3 separate regions of the Mus musculus genome follow, and all the other regions are linked to region 2. A link is a contact called in public promoter capture Hi-C data. All regions are on one chromosome and are shown on one strand. Each heading gives the region's core, a stretch centred on a gene start, on an enhancer-like site or on the middle of the called end of the contact. The rest is flanking DNA. Distances are from core to core; before and after follow the strand shown.

The links. Promoter capture Hi-C pulls out the DNA fragments that hold promoters and counts their contacts.
Region 1: a promoter capture Hi-C map of embryonic stem cells shows a contact between it and region 2, with 2.3 times the contacts expected there. The contact joins the promoter of Ulk2 here to the promoter of Dhrs7b in region 2.
Region 3: a promoter capture Hi-C map of liver shows a contact between it and region 2, with 2.7 times the contacts expected there. The contact joins the promoter of 2310033P09Rik here to the promoter of Dhrs7b in region 2. A contact is called at or near these places in 2 of 39 promoter capture datasets (liver and pre-B cells).

What each region holds. Positions count from the first base shown.
Region 1 is chr11:61,853,286-61,856,769 of GRCm38.p6, forward strand. It overlaps Ulk2 (unc-51 like kinase 2), which reads right to left and starts at 1,807. Exons shown (of 27, transcript NM_013881.4): 1 at 1,202-1,807; 2 at 1-73. The coding sequence starts at 1,291.
Region 2 is chr11:60,829,085-60,832,675 of GRCm38.p6, forward strand. Dhrs7b (dehydrogenase/reductase (SDR family) member 7B) reads left to right here and starts at 1,547. Exons shown (of 7, transcript NM_145428.2): 1 at 1,547-1,647. The coding sequence starts at 1,628.
Region 3 is chr11:59,206,661-59,210,134 of GRCm38.p6, forward strand. It overlaps 2310033P09Rik (RIKEN cDNA 2310033P09 gene), which reads left to right and starts at 1,701. Exons shown (of 7, transcript NM_024210.2): 1 at 1,701-2,013; 2 at 2,160-2,205; 3 at 2,309-2,391; 4 at 2,468-2,540; 5 at 2,648-2,733; 6 at 3,313-3,444. The coding sequence starts at 1,769.

The DNA.
Region 1 (3,484 bases), core at 557-3,056, 1.0 Mb after region 2:
TTCCAAGCAGAATTTGTGATTTTGACAAGTTCTTTTTATTAATACTTTTAATAGCCACCTCCCAATCAGTTTTCTAAAAAGGAAAAAAACAGTGTTATGCCTGAAAATTATAACATAGAAACAACTCAATAATAAAAGCTGTAAATTTATTTTTAGCCACTCAATGTATATGTGGTAGTGGGGAAACATGGCAAAGACCTCAAATCTCAAACTAAAAAACTGATTTCATAAACAACACAATACATAGCAATGTCCTACAGCACTAGTCATTAAAAGTTGTAAATACAAAGACCATATAGGATCAGTTGAAAAAAGTTTACAGTCACATAGGAGTTATGGATAAATAAACTTGGGAAGTGATAGAGTTTAATGAAGTTATCCTGGCTGGATTACACTGCTCTTATTTTTTTTCCTTGACTTTTAAGTTATTTCATAATGAATAAGACATAGACGACAGTACCTTTTTAATAGGCACTCTTGAAACAAACAGAATAACCAAAGCTTTTTTTTTTTTTTTTAATTACTTCCAGTCTCAATGTGCCTTCTCAAATTCTTTAGATTCTATAACCTCGTGTGACCTATTTGCGAAACAGTGGCTTGGAAAAAACAAAGAAACAACAAAAAAAAAAACCCAAACAACTGAGGTTTGAACTTGCATCTACGTTGTATTATTAGGTTAGGGTCCAACTACCTTTGTCACTTATTTCCTCTAACTCAAAAAGGGGAGGGATACTACAAAGCTCCCCCAGACACAGAGGAACGTGATAGTCTGAGAAAGCTTCAGACTAACGGGAAACGCGCCCGTTTTCCGCTGGGTGTGCAATTATCCACGGTAAAGGTGACAAGCTCCGGAAAGCCCGGGGCAGGGAGAAGGGACAAAGGTCCACCGACCCATAGTATGGACAAGCACATTACACTGTGCAAACACTGGAGTCCTAGTCGCTTCGGGACCAGTGGCTTCTCTGAGCAGCAAGTCCCCGGGCGCACCTCGGTTACCCAGCACACTGTCAGGGAAGAACATCAGTGGCTCTGCGCCCGTCGGTAGGTGGAGCTCAGCCTAGCGGCTCTGGCCTCCAAAACAAACCCTGCGACAGTGACAGCAAGCACAAAGGCAGGCAGGCCCGGGGAGCCCTGCCCAGCGGCCAGGACCGGGGCGCTGGCTCCCCAGTTTCGCACCAGACAACGGGCCGGCGGCGCTCACCTGGCGGTGCCGCCCCCGGAAGACCACAGCGAAGGCCCCGTGTCCCACGAGGTCCCGCTTGCAGTACTCGAAGTCGCCCACCACCTCCATGGCCGCGCCCCCGGGACATAGAGCGCTAGGGTGGGCAGGCGTGGCGGAGAACCGGGATCAGCACCGCGGGCCCGAGGGCCCCAAGCACGCCCGCGGGCGGCGGGACAGGGGCAGCCACGGCCCCGGGCCCGGATGGACACTCATGCCGAGAGGCCGGAGCGGAAACGGGACGGGCCGCCGCGCGGAGCCGGGGTCAGCGAGGCCTGGGCCCGGTCGCTTCTCATGGCCCGGGCCGCCGTCGGCCGCGGGGCTCTAGCCAAGCGGCCTGGGCACTGCCCGGCCGAGGGCACCGCCGCCGTCACTGGGCGTACCCGGAGCTACCCGCGCGCCTGACAGCGGTGCAGGGCCGGGGCCGCGCCATCCCCGCAGGTGCGGCTGCCTCCGCTTGTTGCGCCCGCGGCGCTGCTGTGTAGCGGCCGCCGCCCTGGAACCCGCACAGCCGCGGTGGCGGCTTCTGCCTGCTTCGCGGGAGCGCCCAACGCACGCGCGCGCGCCGGCCGCTCCGCGCCGACTACCGGCCCTGTGCGACGTCAGCGCGTCTTGTAGGACGATGCGCCCCAGTCCTGCTCCCTCCGCCGAGAAAAGGAGTGCGCACCCCGGGACGCGGCGCCAGGCACCGGGGCGAGTCTGCAGTCACTGGAGCGAGTTGGCGAGCAGGGGTGTGGGGAGGAGGCCGCGGCTGCTTAGGAACGGGCGGCGGGCTCGGCTCCGCTCGGCTCGGCGCCCGCGGCTAGCTAGAGCCCGCCACGCCCTGACCTGAAGCCACCCTCTAAGAGGCGGATCTTGAACTCCGGCCCCGGGAGTCGCTGAGGCGGTGCAGACACTGGAGACAAAAACTCCGGGAGCTGCCTTTCAAATCCAGACCGCAAACTGCTAGACAACCCACCTAAGGGATAGGGTCTGACTGGAACCTGCGCCTTCTGGGGGTCTCTAGACTTCTGAGGGAGGCTCAGAACCTCCTTTCTAAGGAGGCGCTTCATCACACCAGTCAACTACCAGTTTGCCTCGGGCTTTTTTTTTTCCTCGGATTGTTTAGGTGAAAAATGATAGTCAACTTTTGCTCAAGAAAGCATTACAAAGCCATGGTAAACAATATGTGTGACCCCATACCTAAGTGTGTGTTCAGGTTTGGGGATGTTGCTGTCAATTTCATCGCCTGCCCCTGAAACAACTCCTCTCACCTCTCTCACTTCTCTCACCTCTCCCTCTCTGTCTCTGTCTCTCTCTCCTCTCTTCTTCCTCCTCCTCCCCTCCCCCCTCTGATTTTACTTTTATGTGTATGGGTGTTTTGCCTGCATATATGTGCACCACGAGTGCACCTAGTGCCTGCAGAGGCCAGACCAGGGTGTCGATCTGAAACTGCAATTACAGATAGCTATGAGCCACAATGTAGGTACTAGGAATCAAACCTGAGTCCTCTGGAAGACTAGCCAGTGCTCTTAACCACTGAGCCGTATCTCCAGCCAGCCCTCTGGAACTCATCTTGACAAACAGGTAGAAGCCCTAAAAACCTTCAGCTTTGAGACAGGTCAGGAATCTGAAAGCAATGTCTCTAGTCCATTTTCTTTTCCTAAAAAAAGAATACCACAGACTCAGTAAGTCCATTTTCCATTGCTAGAACAAAATGCCCCAGGCTTGGCACCTTATAAAGAAATGAGATTTATGCAGCTCACAGTTTTGGAGGCTGACACCCCAAACAGCAAAGCACCAGCTCTGACAAGGAGCTCATGAAAAAAGGCTTCACAAGGGACTATGGGACAGAAAGAGATCACAGGGCAAAGAAACCAGAGACTGAGAAGGGACCAGTGTTACGACTGTATAACAACTCACTTTTGAAAGAACCCGTATCACAGTCTCTCAATTCAACTTACTTCTTGCCACACGGAGGACCAAGCATCCACCACAGGAAACTTTGAGGAACACATTCAAACCATCCAAACCATAGCAGTAAAGTAAAAATTGTTTTCTTAAGCACAGAAAAATCTTGTCTTGAAATACCAAACAAACAAACAAACAAACAAACACCAAACACTAGAAAACAAAAAGTTTTTAAAAGATGTATTTATTATTATATCTAAGTACACTGTAACTGTCTTCAGACCCACCAGAAGAGGGTGTCAGATCTCATTATGGATGGTTGTAAACCACCATGTGTTTGCTGGGATTTGAACTCAGGACCTCTGGAAGAACAGT
Region 2 (3,591 bases), core at 297-2,796:
CACTTGTCCTTCACTGACACCTAGAGGAACTCTTTGTTACTATTTGGTACAAATGGAAGTCCAGACTTCTAATAAGTCTCCATTGACACTGGGAGGGGAAAGAGTGTTTAGTTATTGCTCTCTGCATGGCCTCTTTTCACACGTGGGAAGTGGTCTTGTCAGTGAGGGATGGAATTCCGACTCAACTCTCTACTTGGCTTCAGCTTACACAGAGAAGGGTGTGTGTCTGTGTGACTCCTTACACTTAAGTGGGGGTGGAAAGAGGAGGCTAGAGAGAATGGAGGAGAGTATGCCCAAAGTACATTATAAACTTGCATGAAATATCTTTATGCAAGCTCCTCTCATCTACAATAAACAGTCAATAATGAACATACAATAAATTTGCTGAGCAATAGTGGCTCATGCCCTTAATCCCATCACTCAGAAGGCAGAGGCAGGCAGATCTCTGAGGCCAGCCTGGTCTACAGGGTAAATTCCAGGACAACTGGGACTACACAGAGAGACCCTGTCTTGAAAAACTAAGATAATAATTTTTTCTGCAAACTTTGTATCTTTTGAAATAAAATTTATTTCCAGCTATATGTATTACAAATTGTATTGCTTATACACTCTCTTGTGTTGTTGACGTTGTTGTTATAATTATTATCTTGAGACAAGGTCTCTCTCTGTAGTCCTGGGTGTCCTGAAACTCGCGATGTAGACCAGGCTAGTCTTGAACTCACAGCACTTGGAAGGCAGAGGCTGGCAGATCTCTGTGAGTTCGAGGTCAGCCTGGTGTAAAGAACGAGTTCCAAGACAGCCAAGGCTACATAAAGAAAGCACTGGTCTCAAAAACCCAAAAAGAGGCGGGGTGAGGGGGAGAAAGAAAGAAAGAAAAAGAATAAAGAAAGTTCCTAGACTTAGCACTATTAATAGTATTAATATTACATGTAATAGTGACATATATGTATGTATATATATGTATATATGTACACATATGTATTTATGTATATATGTATGTATGTATATAATGTATGTATGTAATATATATATATACATATATATATATATATATATATATATATATATATATATATAATAGTAATACTAGAATAGTACGTTCCTAGTTGTGTTAAATGTGGCTCCTTGTTGGAAGGAAAAGTGACTACTTATGTGTAGGTCTGTTTCTAACCTCCTTAAAAAACAAAAACAAAAACCGAGCCCCCTCTCCCCATCTTTGTAACAACATCACATCGCCGTTTATAATAATCTTGGCAACTGTAGCATTTATTTTTGCTTTTTGAAGCAGTGTCATGCAGCCTAGCCCAAAGGGGACCTTGTATTCCTGAGCTGCCTCCCTTCATTTCTCAAGTACTCGGATAACAGCCATATGCCATCAAACTCAGCTTTGCAGAGCAAGTTCAGTTTTTTCTGAAAACCGATGGAACCCAAACCACTACTTAGAATTTTCCTCCGGAAGATTTACGGTATAGGACTTAAGCAGACTGACGTCATTTAGACCGCAAAGGCTAAACTCTACCTCTGTTGGGCGCATCTTCAGAGCGCATGTGCTTCCCGAGTATTGTGATTGGACGGAACCAAGCTGCATTTCGTCAATTCCGAGGCGGGAGCATGAAGTTGATTGACCATGATCTCTCCGTCCTTTAGGTAAAGGCTAGGGATGTTGCAACCTCTTGGTGAGTGGAAATGAGGACGGTGTCCTGTCTAAAGCGGAGGCGCGGGGTACATCTGCTTTAAGTGACTGAGTGAGGCTGAGCACGTTCTGGGGAGGCTGTGGATCCTGATAGCTTCCGGTTCCCCGCGGCGCCCCACAGTGAAGGAAGCAGGGTTCAGGCACTCCGCCCCGGCACGCTCATCGCGGAGATCACCTGGTCTCTGTGTGTGCGTTTCAGGGTCTGGAGCCTAGAGCGCGCAAGGTCGCGTGTGCATAGCTACTGTGGCATGACCCCAGTGGCACTCCTGCCCGGGGATGGTTAGGAGATCTGGGTTTTCGGAAAGGGCGAGCAAGATTCTGACTTTGGAACATCCATGAGAACAGCTTTCTTAGATTAGACACTTCCAACCCTAACTGTGCCGGTTAGCAGGTGCAACTGTGGGTGGATGCCTTAAACATTCAGCGACCGTTTCTTCAGTTAAAACTTTAGAAATATGGCAGTAGTGAAGAGTAAATAAGTTTTTGCTTGCAAGGGCTTAGCTAGTGGCTACATGTACTCAACACATGGTACTCATACATTACTCTCAGTTCATTAGCCTTTAGTATAGTGATTTGAGAGTTAATACATACGCCTTTCCACACAAACACTTGCACTAGCTCTCAGGTGGGTATTTACTTTTGTTATTTTTCCTTTTTATGCGATATTTTATTAAATGTCTTTACAGGACAACAGCCAGCCTCCAGACACAGCTGCTAAGACCCTGTAGGCACTGACTGGGACATGTTAGTTGGCTCTGGCTTCCCACCTTTTTGTTCTGAGATGGTGGTGGTGGGCAGGATCTCATGTTTGGGATCCAGGATGCTCACATGGTCAAGCAGAGGGTTGAAGGGCTGACCTTAACACTTGGGTGCCAGGGCAGCATGATCTTTAGTGCCCAGCACATCCTGTCTGAGCAATACACAGTGCAGGCAATGTCAATACAGTAACTAAAAGAGTCTCCACTGTGCATATCCACAGCCTTCATTGGCCCTCTGTCCTTAGAGCTTCCCATAACCCACAGCCTTGGAAGCCCTTGGCCCCACTGTAGCTGTCTTTAGATACACCAGAAGAGGGCATCAGATCACATTACGGATGGTTGTGAGCCACCATGTGGTTGCTGGGAATTGAACTCAGGACCTTCGGAAGAGCAGTCAGTGCTCTTAACTAATGAGACATCTCTCCAGCCCCGTACTTACTACTTTTAGTGGAATTGCCTGTAAAGACTTTTCAGTCTTGTAACCCTGTAGGGGTAGTGGAAAGCTTTAGAGAAGTAGCAGGTGGCAAGGGACCCCTTAGTGATAAGGTTTGAATTAGGCATCAAGACCTACTTGTTTTAGAAGTGCAGGAAGGGAAACTAACTGGAGTACCCACCACTATCTGTCTATTGTAGATACCCACTTTCCTCATCACAGCAGAGTATGAAGTCAGTAGTAGTATCTCTACATTTCGGAAGAGTCCTGGAAGCTTAGCTGCAGCAAATTAATGAGGGGAGGCAGGCTTTTAGATACATTCCTCTATGCAAAAGCCATGCTCATCCAGGGAACCAAGATTGCCTTTGAGTTGGTCATTGTAAGAGAAATTATTGAAAGATTGTTACAAGTCCTGTGCACCCGCTTAGTATGGAGGCCCAGGTTCCTCCTCAAACCCTAGTGCCAGGCACTTGGGGGGGATGCTGGTAGTTGCAATTACTCCCCAGGCAGGAGGTCACAAGGTCAGGAGCTGGAGGCCAGACCCAGGTAGACTTACTTTTTTTTGGAAGATACAAAATGTCTATTCACTCTAGCTAGAGAGCAAGTTCATCCAAGTCTAGCTTGGTAAATGGGTGAGTTTATTAAGGTGACTGGGTGAGGAATTACATAGAAGAAACGTAATTCAAAGGCGTCTGCATCCCTGAAAT
Region 3 (3,474 bases), core at 451-2,950, 1.6 Mb before region 2:
TTTGTCCCGTGACCTCCCAGACCCATAGTCCACCTCCTCCTTAGCGTCACCTAGTATGCATTCTGTGATCTGACCATGCAGCTCGACCTTCCGTGTCCTAAGCATACCTGGCCTGGTTAAAGGTGAAGGCCCAGAAGCTGCTCCCTGGCTTTCTGGAGACCTTTCCTAGGAGACGGCTAGTATGCTCTTCTTTTGCTGTGGCCCACATGACTGACCGATGCTCCCTTATTGTTGCAGATTTTGTTGTTTACTGGAAAAAAACATTTCTAATTGTGTGCCTCAGCCTTAGTACACACCTTTAATCCCAATGAAGGTAAACTTAGTTAGAAAGAAGCACCCATGTTTGAAAGTGATTTCCAGTGACTCAGGGAGATTTGACAGAATAGGATATGCCTATCTCTCATGAGAACAGAGAGGAAAGAAGTGACTTAGGGGAAAGAATAGGAGAGGGCAGTTTACTGGGACCATTGTACAGAGACAGGTTGCAGAGAAAGAACAAACTAGCCAGGTGAAGACAGAACGAGCCAGAAAATGAGCCAGAGATTAGAACATAATACCAAAGGTCGTATGAGGCCAAGCAGAGCAATTCGGGGGAAGCTGGAAGAAGCCAATTTGAATCATTCAGTGTGGAGGAGTCTGAGCCAGAATAGCTGAGTTGACCACCCAGCTAGATAGAGTTCAGAAGAGCATTAAAGGGTGAGCTTATTCAGCAATAGGTCTCAGAGGTTGAAAACATTCTAGGCCAAGATAAGATTGTATGGAGGCTAGAAGCTTCCAGGACAAGGCCTGGGTTAGCAGACAGAGGCGGTAAGCTTCAGAAATGACAATTACATCAGGCAAATAAAGGATACGTTTCCACTTTATTGTGCAGCTCCCCTTGGGACCATCCATTCATCCCGAGTATGATCTTGTTCTGAGGAATCTGTCCCAACTGTGTCCTCTAAAGCCAGGCCATGACCTCAGGGCTCATACCAAGAGCCTCACAAGCTGTGGCAGGTACTCAACGTGTTCAGGATGAAGACATAAAAATGAGGCTGTCTTGGTCTATTTGGGATGCTAGAGAGTTCCAGGATGGGTATTTTTTCAGACTAGGGATGAAACCCAAGACCATCATGTTAAGCAAGTGATCTGTCATTAAGATGTAGCTCAGTTTCTGTTCATTTTGAGGCGCAGCCTCAGTAAATTGCCCAGTAAAGCTTCACCTGCAGAGAACACAGATCGCTCTGGTTTAGGGATGCTTTGGCTTTCATGTCACATACGCATATTCTGTCACCCAGAGCATGGAAGAGTGAATCCATGTTTCTTTGGTGACTTTATCTGTCCCTCTGTTCCGTGAAGGTTTGCCATTATTTAACTTAGTTTCAACAGTGACCCGGGACCTTTGGAGTTAGCATTCTTGGCTTTCCAGAAAGCAAGGGGCCGGCCCCTCCTGGTGTCACTAAGGTTTTGTAGTGTCCCCTTCCACCGAGATTCCTTCACACGAGAGTTATCAGGTGGGATAGCACAGCCGCCTTTTTGAGGAGCTATTGCGCAGGCGCACGTGGCACTAGGATGAAGGATGCGCCAGAGAAGCCCTGAACGCCCTTTAGAAAGAGGATCTTGATTGATAAGGCCCTCGGATACGCAGTGCGCAGGCGCACGGGCACGTTAGCGAGAGCGCAGGCGCGCGCGGGGGCGCGAGAGTGACGTCACGGCGTGCGTCCGGAGTGCTGCGGGAAGTCCGACTAGAGACCGCGGGTACTGAAGGCTGTGCAGTGGCTCCAGCGCCATGTTCGGCTCCAATCGCGGTGGCGTGCGTGGCGGACAAGACCAGTTCAATTGGGAGGACGTGAAGACTGACAAGCAGAGGGAGAACTACTTGGGCAACTCGCTGATGGCGCCAGTAGGCCGCTGGCAGAAGGGCCGCGACCTCACCTGGTACGCGAAGGACCGCGCGCCGTGTACCGGCCCGAGCCGTGAGGAAGAGCTGGCAGCCGTGCGCGAGGCGGAGCGTGAGGCGCTGCTGGCCGCACTGTAAGTGCCTGGTCTGCGGGGCGACCGCAAGCCCCGAGGGCGGGATCTGGGTGGCCCTGGGGCGGGGCTGGATGTGGGCGGGGCACAGGAAAGAAGGGGACCGAGGGGCCAGACCCTTGATGAGCATTCCTGACCTTTGCTCGCAGTGGTTACAAGAACGTGAGGAAACAGCCCACCGGCCTGAGCAAGGAGGTGAGTCTGAGATATGGGTTCGAGGTCCGCGGGGTGGTTGGGGGGGGGTGGGGGGGTCCGTCTGTCTCGGCCTAGAACCTCCTATCTTACCCTGCTTTCGCAGGACTTCGTGGAGATCTGCAAACGGGAAGGAGGAGACCCCGAGGAGAAGGGCGTGGACCGGCTCCTGGGCTTGGGCAGCGCCAGGTTAGGCTAGTTGGGGAGTCCAGGGTAGGCCTGGGCGGTGATTGAGAACTGTCCTCAAATGCTCTGTCCCCTGCAGTGGCTCCGCGGGCCGTGTGGCGCTATCCCGAGAAGACAAAGAGGCTGCCAAACTTGGGCTGTCAGTGTTCACGGTAAACCCTGTCAAGCCCAATGCACAGGATCCTGGGGTTTAGAGGTGTCTGAGATGTGGGGCAGGATTCCCTGGGTGTTCCTCACCACGGCTACTCATGTCATACAGCACCACCGTGTGGACAGCGAAGGCCCAAGCACTGCCCCAACTGCTCCCAGGAAGAAGCCTCGCGCTGAGGACAAGGTCGAACCGGAGTAAGTTGAGTCTGCCTCCCTGTGCATAAAGGGGCAGACTGCCTTAGCTCTCTTAGTTTGACTGAAGTAGGCGGACCTCCATCTCTGGGCTGGAGTCTCAGTAGCTGCCATAGGTGACCCAGCAGGGTGACGCTCAGGACCATGATACTGGCCAGTTTGGTGGGAGGTGCTTGTGGGGTGGGCGGCACACAACTTTCTTTAATCCCAGCATTTGGTAGACAGCAGGCTGATCTCTCAGAGTTCTCACAAGCTGGTACGTGTGTCTGGTTACTTCTACTTTTGTGTCATCTCAACTTTGTACCTAGGTAAAATAGTGAGTTCCAAGCTAGACAAGGCTGCATAATGAGAACTTGTCTCCAAGGAGAGAGGAGGCTCACCAGGTTGGCAGCATTCCAGCACTCATCTTTGTGGCCATGGAGCCTAATAAGCTCATTTATAAATATGAACTCCCGACATGTAGATATTATCAGTGCACAATGGATCCTGTTCTAGTCTGCCTTTCCCTGCTGGGTGAGACTACCCCACAGTCGAGTAGACACGAGTCCTTCAAGCTCGGATCCTTTGTATTGTTTCTTGCAGTGCAGAGAGCCATAAGAAAAGCAAGAAAGAAAAGAAGAAAAAGAAGAAGAAACACAAGAAACACAAAAAGAAGAAAGACAAAGAACATAAGAGGGAGGCTGACAGCTGCTCCTCATCTCCCTCTCCTCCCCGGTAGGCTAGGCCCAACTCTACCTGGGACAC